Linked DNA regions of Mus musculus: regions 1, 2 and 4 are each linked to region 3. The links are chromatin contacts, called in public HiChIP or PLAC-seq and promoter capture Hi-C maps. All regions are on one chromosome and are shown on one strand. The core of a region is the stretch at or near the end of the contact, and the rest is flanking DNA. Distances in the headings are between cores, read along the strand shown.

What was found. Promoter capture Hi-C pulls out the DNA fragments that hold promoters and counts their contacts. HiChIP or PLAC-seq counts read pairs in DNA pulled down with a chosen protein or histone mark. Capture Hi-C pulls out chosen DNA fragments and counts their contacts.
Region 1: a contact with region 3 is called in an H3K4me3 HiChIP or PLAC-seq map of bone marrow-derived macrophages, with 4 times the contacts expected there. The contact joins the promoter of Suox here to the promoter of Cdk4 in region 3. A contact is called at or near these places in 1 of 39 promoter capture datasets (embryonic stem cells), 1 of 115 datasets of contacts at active chromatin or transcription factors (bone marrow-derived macrophages) and 4 of 9 other capture datasets (adipose tissue, liver, macrophages and 1 more).
Region 2: a contact with region 3 is called in a promoter capture Hi-C map of embryonic stem cells, with 2.9 times the contacts expected there. The contact joins the promoter of Cs here to the promoter of Cdk4 in region 3. A contact is called at or near these places in 3 of 39 promoter capture datasets (the C10 cell line, embryonic stem cells and hematopoietic stem and progenitor cells), 1 of 115 datasets of contacts at active chromatin or transcription factors (embryonic stem cells) and 3 of 9 other capture datasets (adipose tissue, liver and pancreatic islet).
Region 4: a promoter capture Hi-C map of adipose tissue shows a contact between it and region 3, with 4 times the contacts expected there. The contact joins the promoter of Gdf11 here to the promoter of Cdk4 in region 3. A contact is called at or near these places in 3 of 39 promoter capture datasets (liver, neutrophils and pre-B cells), 1 of 484 Hi-C or Micro-C datasets (B cells), 4 of 115 datasets of contacts at active chromatin or transcription factors (astrocytes, bone marrow-derived macrophages, large pre-B cells and 1 more) and 3 of 9 other capture datasets (adipose tissue, liver and macrophages).

Annotation. Positions count from the first base shown.
Region 1 is chr10:128,672,318-128,676,068 of GRCm38.p6, forward strand. It overlaps Suox (sulfite oxidase), which reads right to left and starts at 1,601. Exons shown (of 4, transcript NM_173733.3): 1 at 1,535-1,601; 2 at 222-285. The coding sequence starts at 274.
Region 2 is chr10:128,336,070-128,339,598 of GRCm38.p6, forward strand. It overlaps Cs (citrate synthase), which reads left to right and starts at 1,658. Exons shown (of 11, transcript NM_026444.4): 1 at 1,658-1,890. The coding sequence starts at 1,849. It overlaps Gm51822 (a long non-coding RNA gene), which reads right to left. Exons shown (of 2, transcript XR_003949053.1): 2 at 1,070-3,529.
Region 3 is chr10:127,061,310-127,064,880 of GRCm38.p6, forward strand. It overlaps Cdk4 (cyclin-dependent kinase 4), which reads left to right and starts at 2,226. Exons shown (of 8, transcript NM_009870.4): 1 at 2,226-2,450; 2 at 2,911-3,144; 3 at 3,276-3,411; 4 at 3,526-3,571. The coding sequence starts at 2,927.
Region 4 is chr10:128,889,575-128,893,519 of GRCm38.p6, forward strand. It overlaps Gdf11 (growth differentiation factor 11), which reads right to left and starts at 2,144. Exons shown (of 3, transcript NM_010272.2): 1 at 1,673-2,144. The coding sequence starts at 2,111.

The sequences.
Region 1 (3,751 bases), core at 351-2,850, 1.6 Mb after region 3:
AAGAAAGCACCAGTGAAGTAGTGTGGTCAGTCACCTCTCCCTCATTAGTCACCAGTTTGCAATTGGAATTTGGTTTCTTCCGGATGGGTAGGACCAGCGAAATATGGCTTTCTCTTTCCTCCAATACTGTACTATATTATGTGTCAGATAAGATAAATATCTACCAGATAAGATAATTATGAGATAGGCTAGGAGATAAGTACTGGCTTGGGAAAACCTACCTGATGGCCTGTGGAAGCCTCACAACCACGGATCTGTATAGCTGCAGCAGCATCGTGGCAAGACCTACAACAAGAAGATAGATTCTAGGTTTCAAACCAAGAAAACCCCATGTTTGGGAGACCTGAGAGTGCATGGTCCAAATGTGTTCTTAAGAGTACACTTGGAGCACTTCAGAGACACACTGTGCCGAAAGGAATGGGGGTGGAGTGGGGATGGAAAGGTACAGAGGCTTCTAGAAAGAACAATGCCCCAGGCAAAGGGACTAAAGGACAGATTAGAGGTTTGCCAATTTTTTTTCTAATGATGCTGTGTATTGAACCTAAGGTCTTGAGAATATTATAACTCTACCACTGAGTCATATCCTCAGCCCCTATTTTATAATTACTTCTAAATTGAGACTGATGAAAACAGACAAGAGGTGGCTGCAACCTAATGGGGTGAAGGAGCCAGAATCCTGGAAGCAAACTGCCTGGGGTTTGCAAAACCAGGCCTTGTCATTAACCAGCTCCCATGGCAACACAGCGGGCCTCTCTGAACTTGTATCCTCATCTCTACCCAGAGGAACTGATACGAAGAGTAAACAAGTAATAACATTCACTCAGACCTTTCCTCTTTTCTCCCTCCACCCTTCTAAAATAAATACCCCATCTGAGAACTGAACCTCAATTCAGAGTCTCCACCCTGACCTCGTAGTCTATGGCATTCTAGTGATCTCAGCAAACTGAGCAGAGTCAATGGCCAGGGTGTCAGGGGATGGGCTAGAGAAGGAAGTTAATTTTTCTGCTCTCTGTCCTGCTGAGGTGTCTTCCTCACAACCTAGTGCCTCTCTGACCTAGGATGGTCAAAGTGGAGAGTAGTAAGAAGCCGCTGGTTGCTGAGATGCTAGGGATGGGACTCTTACAAATGGCGAAGGAAGATGGAAAAGGCGAATTTTTCTCCTCTTTACGCCTGGGCCACGGGGATCCCTACTCTTCCTGCCATCTACTCTTAATTTCAGCAACCTGCTTTTTACCAGCCCCGTTCCAGGTTTGGGAGGAGCGGCCTGCTAAATACCGAAATGCTACTCCGTGGTGCAAGAGTAGTCCTTACTCTCTGAGACACTTTAGGTAGGAGGGTGTGTCTGTCCAGAATTCGGACAGAACACCAGCCTGCGACCCCAGGAGCACACCGACATCATATATGGAGATACTGGTTCTTTTGCTACTGCTAAGATTTGGAGGTTGCTCCAAGTTACTCCAAGATTTGGCGGCACTGGCCGCCTTGGTCCCACCGTTGCCCTCCCTCCTTTCTCTCCCGGTCGCAGTCCCCTTACCCGGCTGGATGTCGGCAGCGGAACAATTTCACCCGCCCCGTGCAGGGCTAGAGCGGCCCAGAGCGGAGGGGCGGGGCGGGGCGGGGCTCGGCCGTGACGTGTACAGTTTGTGCAGGCGTCCTGACGCCCCTCGCCGGCTCCGCAGCTATTGGCCCCTAGCTTTGCAGCTGCTCTTGACGAGGACTGTCAACTGTCGCCCGGTCGCCGGGTCGCCGGGTCGCCGGGTCGCCGGGTCGCCGGGTCGCCGGGTCGCCGGGTCGCGGGGTTGCGAAGCTGGGGGGCGGGGCGTCGCCGGGTCCTGGATGGTACAGGCCTCTGCCTCCCGGGGACCGGGGTCACACACTGGTGACCAGAGCAGACCGCAGCTCCGTAGGGAATTGTGAGGCACAACTGATGCTCTGTATCTAGACAGTGGAAGGTGACAAGGCCTTGAAAGGTGGCCACGAGAATGGGGACCACATTCCCGGGGAAAACCCAGGGTTTTGTCCCGCGCCTCGGTAGTTCGGTGTTGCAACGTTGAGTCCTAGGGAAAGCAAGGCCAGGAATAACGGCAGAAATGATGCCCAAAATAGTGGCTCAACGATTCCCAGAGTGGATTTCTGAAGTGTGAAAACAGCAATACCGAAAAACCATGTTTTATTTGAGACAAGGTCTCACTATGTAGCTCTGGCTGGTCTGAATCTAGCTTTGTAGACCCTGCTGATCCGGAACTCCGGAGGTAGATTTGTCTGTCTCTGCCTCGAGTACCTCACTTAAAAGCATGCACCAAAGTCTGCGTGATGAATTTTTTAAAAAGCGTCTACTTAAACAAGAAAAAAGGGCAGTTTAACAAAAGTATAAACATTGTAGTCTTGTATATAAAAGGTAAAGGACAATGATAGAAAAATTTGCTATTACTCTTAATCATTTACTAGAGATTGAAATTTTGACATTCACTTTGGGCTCCGGGAACAAACATTCATAGACTGCCCTCTAGAGACCAGAGGGTTGAGCTACAGTCGCATCAACTTAGAACAAACTTTTACATCTGGAAGTTCATCTTTGTCCATTTATGTTTTTTGATTGTTTTTGGTTTTTGTTTTTTGAGGAATTGGGCTAAGAATCCTGAACAGGGAAGTGTACTCAGAAAAGGGGACGTGATAGTGAATAGGTGATATTGACTCTAACGTTTTTGGGAGTGGAAAGGTTTTCAGCCTTTGCAGATTATCATCCGAAAGGTTGGTTCTGTTTTTGTTTTTATTTTTTGAGGCAGGGTTTCTGTGTAGCCCTGACTGTCCTAGAACTTACTGTGTAGACTAGGATGGCCTGGAACTCACAGAGATCTGCCTGCCTCTGTCTCCAGAGTGCTGGGATTAATGTAAAGGGCACATCCAGGCCCTGTTGTTGAAAATAAAGTTTCAGTTGGTGTTACAGTGCCAGAGTATGATTCCAGCTGAGGCCGGCCATGATTGTACACAAAGACCCTGTCAAATATGTACTTGGTATGGTTTCTCCGTCCATCTACTAATGCACCACCTTTATTTTAGGGAGCTACTATCTCCTGTAGTGCAGATGGACCTCTACTTCCAGGTGTTGGGAATACTAGGTGTGTGCCACACACCTGGCTCAACCTCCACAGTCTCTTCATTGCACAGCTGGAGAGACTGAGGCACTGCTGACTTGACAAAGGCCCACAGATGGCAATTAGGACTGGCCTGGAAACTTAAGGGCTGCCTGACTCTAACTGGCTGGCTCTCTAAACATCCTTTCTCACTTAGAACCCTCGTGCCTACAATCAGTCTCTTATGTTTTCATTTTCTGTATTTCAGTCCTTTAGACTATGACAGATTGGAGGGCTTCAAGCAGAAATAAGAAACAGGTCTGGGCAGAAATGTTTCTTTTTGGGATAGAAGCTACTTGATCAATCAAAGTTAATTTAATAATTTTTTTTTTTTTGGAAATATGGTCTTGCTAAACTACTATTTAGGATGCCTTTAAACAAGTCTTACAGCTTCAGCCTTCCTAAATAGCCGACAAGTGTCACCATATCCAGCTGTTTCTTTTTTAAGATTTATTTTGTATGTATGAGTCATGTATATGTACCATGTGTGTACCTGGCACCTATGGAGGCCGGAAGATATCAGCTACCCTGGGTCTGGAGTTATTGATGGCTGTGAGCTGCCATGTGGGTGCTAGTATTGAATCCACATCTCTACAAATGCGACAAGTGCTTTAGAC
Region 2 (3,529 bases), core at 408-2,907, 1.3 Mb after region 3:
GAAACCACTTAACCCCCTTCATCTCTGGGCTTTCACATTGATTTTATAACAATGGACATCAGGATTAAATAACTTCAAATAAATAAAAATTGGACGTTAAAGTACAGAATCCTATCAAGGGGCTTAAAAAGGATGGCATTCTCTCTGTAGTTATTAAAACTCCAGTTACCATTATGGCCACCCAATAATTGTCCCTTCAGCAGCCTCACCTGATGGGGACAGCCTCTGGTTACTTACGGCACTGGAGTTCAGGCCTCTGATCTGCTAGCTAGTCTCTGTGGATAATTAACTATGGGGGAAGGAACCAGGTCAGACTATTCTGGGGTTATGAGGAAACCCCATGTGAGATGCTAAATTGGGAGCCAATATTGATCAGTGAAGCTTTGAAGTCCCCGGGGAGGTGGTCTAAGGTTATTGCTTCTCAAGAGGCGCAGCTTCTCTTGATAAAGTTCTCTCATAAGAACTACCTGACTTCCAAGCTAGAACAACACTACTGGGCAGATATGAATATGTATATGAGAAAACTTGAGGAAATAGGGGTTTTCTTTCTCTTTTCCAAGTCTAAGCCACAAACTACATCCTCTATAAACAAGGACTATCTGAACTTGGCTTACATGGATACTGAGACCTCTGCACTTTGTTACTGTCATGTGGTGAGATAAAAGGATTGTACATTTGAGGCTTGGTGGTTACAGATAAGGTGCTCTGATCATTGGGTCAGCTTCTCTCCACCCTTAGGCCAATTTCACAGTAGGCACAGGAAAGTACAGAAGTTCTGAGGTGTTCTACCCCGGGGCATTTAAGAGTGATGTGTAAGATCATTAAATCCTTGTGTCATTCACTGCAATGTTTTCTGAGGGAGAAATAAGAGAGAGAGCCAAGTAGGATAAACGTCCTCGAGTCCTTTGGAAATACTGTGAATGATGGGACGAAAAGAGAGTGTCTAACACCTGATCTTGAGTGGAGAGTTGCAGCTCCTGATCCTGTGTCTGAGGTGGGCTGGCTCTATGGGGTTTTATGATATGGGGTTTTATGAAGAATGTCAGAATCATAAGGCCCAGGACCCAAAGACTGAAAGGTTCCTTCATATTAAGGGGGCTTTTGTAAGACTTAGACTCCATATAGTTCACAAACATCACTAAACATTCAGGCTTCTGGTTTTGCTCTTCTCCACATAACGGGGTCAGTATCTGTAATTTCAAGATTTCTTCTGTTCACAAATGACCATCAAGCAACTAACTCTGGCATCATAGCGGGCTTTCTGCGTGATGTCACCTCCACGGCCATGAAGTCATTAACCAAAGACATTCTTTAAGAAAGCATGCCAAGCAGGTAGAGGAAGTGCAATGGTCAGTTGCAGTGTTCAGTGACCTTCAAACGTCGCGTGCTGGAGCTTTATCTTCAGCATTCTCCGGAGAACCCGAAATGTGTTAAGGGCAAAGGGAAAAGCCAAAGAAGGAAGTTAACTGAGTTCTCAGGCACATCCTTAGACACCTACAATCCCTTTCCCACCCACTCCTAATTAGCCTAATCCGTACGGTCCAATCCTCCCCGCGATAACATCTGTCAAAGGCTCAGATCCCGCCCCTCTTCCATTTTGGGCCAATGGTCGAGGCCGGGGTGGGTCGCCGGAGGGGGGCGGGCTCAAGTTTCGGGCAGAGGGCGGGGCCTCGCCGAGGACCCTGGGCTGGGCGCCTGTGCCGGTTTGTCTACCCTTCCCCTCAGCCGCCTCCTTTCAACCTTGTCCGCCGGTTGGCGCGGTCTCCATCACAGCGGCGACCGCTCCTGTTGCAGCTGTAGCTCTCTCCCTTCGGTCCCTTCCCGCCAGGTCCCGGAGTTTCGCCCGCCATGGCTCTACTCACTGCAGCAACCCGGCTCTTGGGAGCCAAGGTGAGCTTAAAGGAGGGAGCGCGCCGTGGCGCGCGGGGTGGGGCTGAGGCGACCGCAGGGCCTCCGGCACCGGCTCTCCCTCCCACACCGGAGCGCAGCCCTCCGCGCCTTAAAGGGGCCCGACCCTGGCGAGCCGCCAACCCTTCCCAGAGCTCCTAGGCCATGTGCTGCGTGCCCTTCCGGCTAAGGTGAACGCTGCCGGCCCCGGCCTGCAGCCCCCGGCGGCCGGGAGGCCCGCCTTCTGTCATATCAAGTATCCAAGGTGCAAGCGAGGGATGCAGGGCCCTGGCTGCAAGGCCAGAGAGCAAAGATGTGGCGTGGTCCCCCGAATTAGGGAGAGAACTGTTGGAGGAGGAGTGGGGGATGTATAAATATGCTCACTTGGTCACTGGGGCTAATTTGGGCTCTGCTTTGTAGGGTGAGTCCTGTCAGGACCTGTTTCTTTCCTCACTGTAATTGAAGCCTGTAAGTGACCCCGCCGTTTTAGTTTTGTTAGGGGACTAGAGCCCCCCAGCTCCTCTTTGTCCTTGGGACTCCTGCACTTAATGTATATAGGAGGAGCTTGAATAGGGTGGGGCATTTCTGTTAAACCTGCTGATTATGTATCACATCAGGCTCTAGGTAGAACCAGAAAGGTTGTTCCTCCAAGCTACAGGCCAATAAATGAAGACAGGCGTGAGGTAGTAACACCAAGGTCACATGACTCAATTCTACTACCTACCAGGAGTACTTCCCCTTATTCCCTGGCGGCCCTTTAATTTGATGGTTTGCCTTTTGAATTCTGAAGTTCAAGTCCAAGTAGGGATAACTCTTAATTTCACGTTATCACTACTTTTTTGCTCAGCATAACTTGGGCCTTTAAACAGAGACCCAGCTATGCTGAGGGAATTTCAGCTCTAACCCAAGTGGGGACAGTCCCACAAATGACCTTGGCTTCTGTTTTAGTTTTAAAGGAACTAATAGGTTTTTCTCATCAGTAGATAGTTTGAAGCAAAGTACACCTGGAGGAAAGAAAAGACTTAGAATGGTATTAACTTTCTGTGTGAGATGCATAGTTGTCAGATGTACCACAAAACTTGTAGGGTTTATCTTGGGGCTTTTCTGTGTCTGGCAACAAGGTAGAGACTGGTTATTTGGTAGACACTTGTCTTACTTGGCTGTTGCTACTGCTGCTGCCAGGGAACTGGGTAAGGAAACCTCTTGGGAAATGAAGCAAGTTCTAGACGGTGTTTGGCAGAATGGTGGACCTATAATTAGATCGGTTCAGGAGCTGCTAACCCAGACCAGATAGTCTAACACAACAGTGAACTTGAAAAAGCCTTTGGTTTTACTTTTTTTTTAGTTTATCTTGCTTCATAAAGCCCTAGGAAATGTCATAATGCTTTGGGAGGGTGACTGGGCCACATTTGTGTTGTCATTCTTTACTTTTATGTTAGAAGTGAAGTTGAGGATCCCAGAAACTTTGCTAGTCTTTTGTACTCTGTTGGTCAAGTTGCTTGAGTTGCTTGAATCTCAGTGTGCCTTGCACTGAGCATGATGGTACGTGGCTGTAATCCCAACACTGAGGAAACGGAGACAGTGGGTACATAGTAAGTTTGAGGCCATCCTGAGCTACCTGCTTCTCCCAAGAGGTGAGGCT
Region 3 (3,571 bases), core at 976-3,475:
AAACACCCACCTCTCCAGCCCCTTAGCCAATTTAGGCCTGGATTTTTTTTTTTTCTTTCTGCTCTTGTTGGCAAGGCAAGAAGCATCGAGGCAGCAGCAGGAGATGTGTCTGATGCACACCTTCTGTGGTGTGGTGCTTGACTGTGATTTACATGAATCCTCAATTTACATTCACATTCTCATATACATTCCCTCCCCCAACCCCCTCTCAGTCAAGGTTTCAACTTGTAGTCCTGGCTAGCTGGGAATTCACTAAGTAAACTAGGCTGGCATGAACTCACAGAAATCCACCTGCTTCTGCCCCAGTCCTCTGGGATTAAAAGCATGTGCCACCATAACCCATCACTGTTACGTTGTCGACCAGAAAAGTAAGAAGTTAGAATGGAATACACAGCAAAACAGGTAATAAAATAGTTTTAGCCTGGGTGTGGTGGCTCAGGTCTAGAACCCAAGCATGTGGACATTGCAGAGTCTGAGGCCAGCCTGGGCTACCTGGCAAGAAAGATCCAGTCTCAAAGAAAGAAAAGACAGAGAAAGGAAAAGAGAGAAAGAAAAGAAAAAAAAAGTGGTGCATACCTTTAACCTTAGTTCTTGGGAGATGGAGCAGGAGGATCAAGTATTTGAGGCTAGCTACGTGTCCATTTCAAGACCAACCTGGGCTATATGAGACCTTGTTCCATTAAAACAAAACAAATATCCACAATAAAATAAATCAGAGCCAAAATCGTTGCTCATGCCTATAAAAACAGCATTTAGGGGCTTTAGCACAAAAATTGCAATTAATTTGAGACCAGCCTCAACTCTAGTGTCTCAAATATGATTTTAGAATTTAGGGTTCAGGAATATAGCTCAGTGACTGAACCCATGCTTACTGCATATAAAAACACTAACTCCAAGCCGGGTGTGGTGGCACACGCCTTTAATCCCAGCACTCAGGAGGCAGAGGCAGGCAGATTTCCAAGTTCGAGGCCAGCCTAGTCTACAGAGTGAGTTCCAGGACAGCCAGGGCTACACAGAGAAACCCTGTCTCGAAAATCCAAAAAACCAACCAAACAAACAAACAAAAAAACACTAACTCCAATCCCCAGCACCCCCACCCCAAATCAATTTAAAATAGCTCTAGATTTTAGGCAATTTTTCACAAATGGGAACATGGTCCTTCATCCCATATCCCTAAGAGGTGGGAGACAATAAAGGAGTTGGAGCAGACGAAATCGTCACACAGATCTACCTCTGTCTAACTAGATTTCTGTAGGCAGACCATTTAGGAAACGCTGATCAGATCAAGAATATGTTCTAAGCTGGACTGGGGAAAAAATAGGAACATGACCCCAACGAGGAGTTGCAGGTTTGCAAAAGGACACGTCATCTTCCAGCAATGTGGTGGTGACTGACCCTGGACATGCTTACCCTGTCATCTGTTTATGCAATCACATATATATGTAGCAATCTTAGTGTAAAGACTCTTGTAAAATCAAGAACCCCTATTTTCAATCACTTCTTGCTGCTTTTAATATTCCTGGGGAGGTTTACAGGTTGGGAAGAGGGAGGGCATTAAATTGCTGCCCCCCCATACCCATACAGTGGCTTATTATATTTCCTTCTGTCCATCTTTTAATCCTAGTTTCCTCCTCAGATAGAAATTATTTATTCCCTGTTTTATAAGACCACAATTACCTATACTAGTTATCTTTATCATCACTTCAAAGGGCGAGTGACTGAGACACCAAAACAAAAACATCGCATACCAACTGGAAGGAAGCACTTAGTAAAATTGTGTTGAATGAATGAGTAAAAGAAAGACACAAATACGAATGTTTCCCCATGGCGGTGGAGTGGAAATGTTACAGCACCATTTCTGGCACCAGGATCTCCCACTAACACCTCGACCTCCCGCCCACTCAGAGACCCATAGTGAGACTGAAGATGCGCTCTGGCTCGGCCTTGAGCCCAGAGTTGAGAGCTGGTTGGCCCGGTTGCCATGACACCGCCTTGTGCTCCACCCTCTCTCGCCCCCACACACCCCCTCGGCAGTCAGGGTATGGCAGCCAGTCACGTGCCACACAGCGTAACCACACCTCTGCTTCCCAGCGCAAAGTCAAGGGGTCACGTGGGATAGCAACAGGTCACGTGGCCGTCAGGGCCCCGCCCCCTTCCCCACCACACCCCTCCCATCAAAGCAGCCCGGGTTGCCCACTGCGCAAGGGTGAAGATCACGTGTCCAGAACGTCCGGCGCCCGCCCCGCCCCCCGGGTTTCCGCGCGCCTCTCTGGCAGCTGGTCACATGGTGAGGGTGGGGGTGAGGGGGCCTCTCTAGCTCGCGGCCTGTGTCTATGGTCTGGCCCGAAGCGTCCAGCTGCCCGGGACCGATCCCCGGTGTATGGCGCCGCAGGAACCGGCTCCCGGGCCCAGATAAAGGGCCACCTCCAGAGCTCTTAGCCGAGCGTAAGGTGAGTGCAGTCTCATCCAGGATCGGGGGACCAGTCCCCGCCACCACCAGCACCCTCCAGCTCCCCACGCGTGCGCGTCGCTGGCTGATTATGGAAGGTGGCCCAATGGCGGGAAGTGGGGCCTTTGTGGTCGCGGGCAAGGGTGTGATTTTGGAGAGTGAAGTGCAGAATCTTCGGTGCAAACCCTGTGCACTGTGTGATCCTCTTTGTGCCTAGTGCGATGTCCTCCGAAAGGAAAGAAAGCATTCTTTTTCTTCCTCCGGGACAAAACGTGGCCGGAGGAGGAGGGTTTGATGGGAGTCTTTGTGTTACCTAAGGCGCGGGCCCTGGAAGTGTGGAGGGGTGGGATGTTGCTGATCGCGTTGGCGAGGTCTTGTGCAGGAGTTCCTTTGTTACCGCCGGGTCATCCCCCTCCTAACCGTGAGAGTGAGTTTGGTATTAGAAGCCTCTGTGATTGTAGATCCCCTGCTTCGAGAATGGCTGCCACTCGATATGAACCCGTGGCTGAAATTGGTGTCGGTGCCTATGGGACGGTGTACAAAGCCCGAGATCCCCACAGTGGCCACTTTGTGGCCCTCAAGAGTGTGAGAGTTCCTAATGGAGGAGCAGCTGGAGGGGGCCTTCCCGTCAGCACAGTTCGTGAGGTGGCCTTGTTAAGGAGGCTGGAGGCCTTTGAACATCCCAATGTTGTACGGTGAGAAGGTTGGATTGGGAGTGGGGCGGAGAGGACAATAGGACCCGTAAGGCAGGAGTGGGACCCTAGAACGCCAGAGGCCACGTTGAGACAAAGGGGACGACTAGCTGGTGATCATTTGTTCTTCTCAGGCTGATGGATGTCTGTGCTACTTCCCGAACTGATCGGGACATCAAGGTCACCCTAGTGTTTGAGCATATAGACCAGGACCTGAGGACATACCTGGACAAAGCACCTCCACCGGGCCTGCCGGTTGAGACCATTAAGGTGAGTAGGGGTGGGGCTGGGGGCGAGGGTGGACCGATCTTTGCAATAGAAGTTGTTGGGATTTTGAAGTGATACATAGTTTCCGGTGTTCTGTGCTTTCTTCTTGAAAAACAGGATCTAATGCGTCAGTTTCTAAGCGGCCTGGATTTTCTTCATGCAA
Region 4 (3,945 bases), core at 894-3,393, 1.8 Mb after region 3:
AGGCTTAATGGCTACTGCCCAATTTGTGCATTCAGAGTCCCTTCACTTCCTGCTGCTCTCCACTACCAGAGTTAATTCTGGACTCAAGCCTTCTGGTTACAGGAGGCTAGGGATAGTGAAGGCAATGGGAAGCCTGCAGCTGGGTCACTCACCCTGGAAATACACACTTTACATCACACAGAGCAGAGTATCTTTTCTCTATATATCCTGCATCTTCCAGAAAATTTTGTCATTCATTATTTCCCTACAACTGTTTTCTAGAATCTTTTCCCTATCCCTGCCCTTAGTCAATCAAAGACTGACCCTGGTTTCCAAAAGTAGAAGCAATAAGAACAAGGGAGCCTGAGAACCCAAGATCAGATCTCTGTGCACACACACACACACACACACACACACACACACTCACACACATACACATACACATACACACGAGAGAGAGAGAGAGAGAGAGAGAGAGAGAGAGAGAGAGAGAGAGAGAGAGAGAGAGAGAGAGAGAGTTTCCTGACTCTGAGTTTTCTTTACAATCCTAACCAAGTTGGAGTTGAATTCTGCAGAAACTGGGTGGCAAGTGCCAGGCTCTCAACCTTCCAAATGCACACCTGGGTTCCTGTACCTCTACCATGGGGGTGGGCCACTAGGATTTCCCGCAACCCCCAGCTTTTTATGACCCATCTGCCAATAAACCAGCCCCCCCTTCTGTTCAGAGCCATAAAACCAAAGGAGGGGGGGCTTGCCAAACCACTAGGGAATAGAGAAAGCCTGGTTCCCTGGAGTTGGGGGGGGGGGGGACTACAGTCAGTGGGGGAGGGGAAAGGGAGTCACCTGACCCTAGGGAGAGAAGGCAGTGGGGGCGGTAGTATTGGCCTGGATTTTCCAGGCCATAAAATTTCAAAGCCGCTCCTGTCTATCAGAGTGTTCATCCTCCGTTTGGCCAGGGGCTCGGATGCCTGGGTTCTCCCATCCCCCTCATCTAGTTCTTTCTCCCTGGGTCTTCTTTGGCTCCAGCTGTGGGTAGGACAGGGAGTGAGCACGCTAAGATGAGAGTAACCAAATGATACTCGTTAAGTGGCAAGCGCAGTGGAGTTGAGTTATTTGAGCTCTTTCGGTACCAGGAAGGAACAGCTCTTCTAGGTCCTAGGGGATACCCAGTGCGAGATCAGGTGCAGAAAGGAGAGGTGTCAGCTGAGTTGCTGAGACGTACACCGGGTTTGGGTCCTATGCCATGGCCTTAGAGGAACACTTAGTTTTTCCGAAAGCCGGTGGGCGCCTTCCGGAGCACCGGGCAAGGAGTTGATGCTGGTGCCAGAGCAGTGGGAAGATGGCACTGCGGCCCAGCTGAGACTGCACGGGTCACGGAAGCTCCCCACCTAACGCTCCAGAAAAGTCACTGTAGGGTGCCAGTTTCTAGGACTACTTCAACTTGAATCTTTTTCTCACAAGGGATGGAAAGCAATAGCTCACAACCTGCCTGGTTTGGCCCCCCTCCCCCAACGCGCCATCCTCCACCCCCCCACCCTAGAACGGGGCGTGCACTCAACTCCGCTGCCCATCTTCTCCGCTCAAAAAGTTGTGTGGAGTGGCCCGGCTCCCCAATCCGTCAAGTTTTCGCAGAAAGGGCTTCCGGGTCCTTCCCGGACTGCACCGCACCGCGCGCACCCCGCAGCCCACTTACTCTCCTGGGCCATGCTTATGACCGTCTCGGTGGTAGCGTGGTACTCGTCCTCTTCCAAGAAGTCCTCAGGCTGCAGCGCGTCGCCTTGGAAGTCGTGCAGATCCAGGATCTGCTGCAGCGGCGGCGCCTTGGGCAGCAGCTGCTTCACTACCTCCCGGCTGATGTTGGGCGCCTCCTTGAGCCGCAGTTTGCTCAGGATCTGCGACTTGATGCTCTCTAGGCGCAGCTCGCGGCTGTGCTGCCGCCACACGCACACGGGGCAGCCGTCCGGCTCCGGCGGAGCGGACGGGGCCGGCCGGCTCGAGCGCTCCCCCCCGACCCCGGCCGCCGCCGCCGCTGCCGCCGCCGCCGCCGCGGGGCCCTCGGCCGCCTCCCCCCGGGGCCGCAGCTCCAGGGCGAGGAGCAGGAAGCCCAGCAGCAGCGGGGCCGCGAGCACCATGCTGCAGGGGAGGGGAGGACTGGGGGGCGGGGACGCCGGAGTCCCGCGGGGAGGGGGCGGAGGGAAGAGGGAGGAGGAGGGGGTCCGGGCGGCGCGGGATTGGGGGCTGCCCGGCCGAGGGGGGGCCGGGGGCCGGGGGCGGCGGGCGCACGGGCGGGGCGGGCGGGCGGCCGGGGCGGGCAGCTGGGGGGGCCCAAGCCCGGGCCGGGCCCTTTATAGCCCCGGCCCCCGTGTCGTCAGCGGCCGCGATTGGCTGCGGAGCCAACAAAAGAGGTAGCGCTGTCATCCGAGGCGAGAGAGGGAGCCGGAGAGAACCGAGGAAAAGAGAGAGAGAGAGAGAGAGAGAGAGAGAGAGAGAGAGAGAGAGAACACGAGCGAGCACGGGTCCAGAGAAAGATGAAGAGACCGAAAGATGAGGGGGAGGGGGGGAGAGGCCGTGAGGGACCGAGTCAGAGAGATCGGGGACAGACGGAGCGGTGGGTAGGGGTTGGGGGTGGGGGAAGAGGCAGATCCAAAGATACCCAGATAGGAAGGGAAGAGGGAGAGACAAAAGAGAGAAAAGAAGTCACAGAAGGGAGAGACTTAGCTAGAGAGCAAGAGCGAAGACTGAAGACGACCAGAAAAACTAGTGGGACAGTTAAGAGTGGAGAGAGTCAAAGACAAAGGTAGAGCGCAAAGAGGGGTGGCTAACCGAATTCTACGGAGTCGAACAGGAGAGAGCAGGAGAGGTGGGCAAGAGAACGGATGGGTCAGAGGGAGCTGATGGTACCCTGCGCAAGAGGGAGAGGCAGAGACAGGGGATACCTTGGAGGTAGCAACCCCTGAGGAGGCAGGTGCAGAGAAAAGACCAGGGGAGGAAGTAACACACACAAGTCAGCCTTGGTTGGAGCGCAAAGAGACACCCAAGGGGAAGAGGTGGAGATGTGAAGAATAGCCTCAGCTACCAGAGGTAGCCCAGGATGTTTAAAGAACCCATAAAATGGAACATCAGGCTGATTTATCACAGGGATGAAGGCGGTCAGGAGAGGAAGAGGCCAGGGACAAGCTGAGAAGTTGACAAGTACTGAGCCCGGAAGAAAACTATCTAGGAGGCCTGTGATCTTGAGATTGAGGTTTAATAGAACAAAGAGAGTGATCGTGATCGGGCTGGAAAGGGTGGGAGCCATGAGGGGAAGAGCCAGATGAGGGATGAGGTAGGGCTTGAAAGTGGTGCTTGGCGAGGAATCTGGACCCTCTCTCTGGGTTCCTAGCTACGTCTTTGTGTTTGTAAGGTCTTACATGTCTGAGAAAGCTTGAAGTTTTAGGCGTAAGGGTAAGAGCAGGGTCTATACTCAGATGTCTAATGTGGAGATAGCAAACCCCAAGGGGAGCCACTCTGGAATGGGACCAGCCATGGTCTTCAGGTGTGGTCCTAAGCGCAGCCAGACAGCTCAGTACACGAGGAAGACAGTGTACAGGTGTGCTCAGCCACTACTGCTGGTTCCCTCTTCCCAGGTCTCTGTTTCTCTTTTTCCCCCTCTTCCCCTCCCCTAAACCCTTTCTTCTCCTTTTCCTCTATCCTCTGAGACAGAGTCTCAGATGCATCCCAGGCTGGCCTCAAACTCAGTTATCCTCCTGCCTCAGCCTCCAGAGAGCTCTCTGTATAAGCATGCCTTGACCCATGTCTCTGAAGATCCCTTGGCAAACTGAAAATGTTAGGGGGTTGAGATTTGCTCTTCCAGTGTCTCGCGCAGTGTTCACTGAACAAAATGTATAAATGTCAGTAGGAAGGCCCTGTCTCAAAAAAATATATAGATAAATGTAAAATGTATAGACCTCACTATTGGGATTCTTG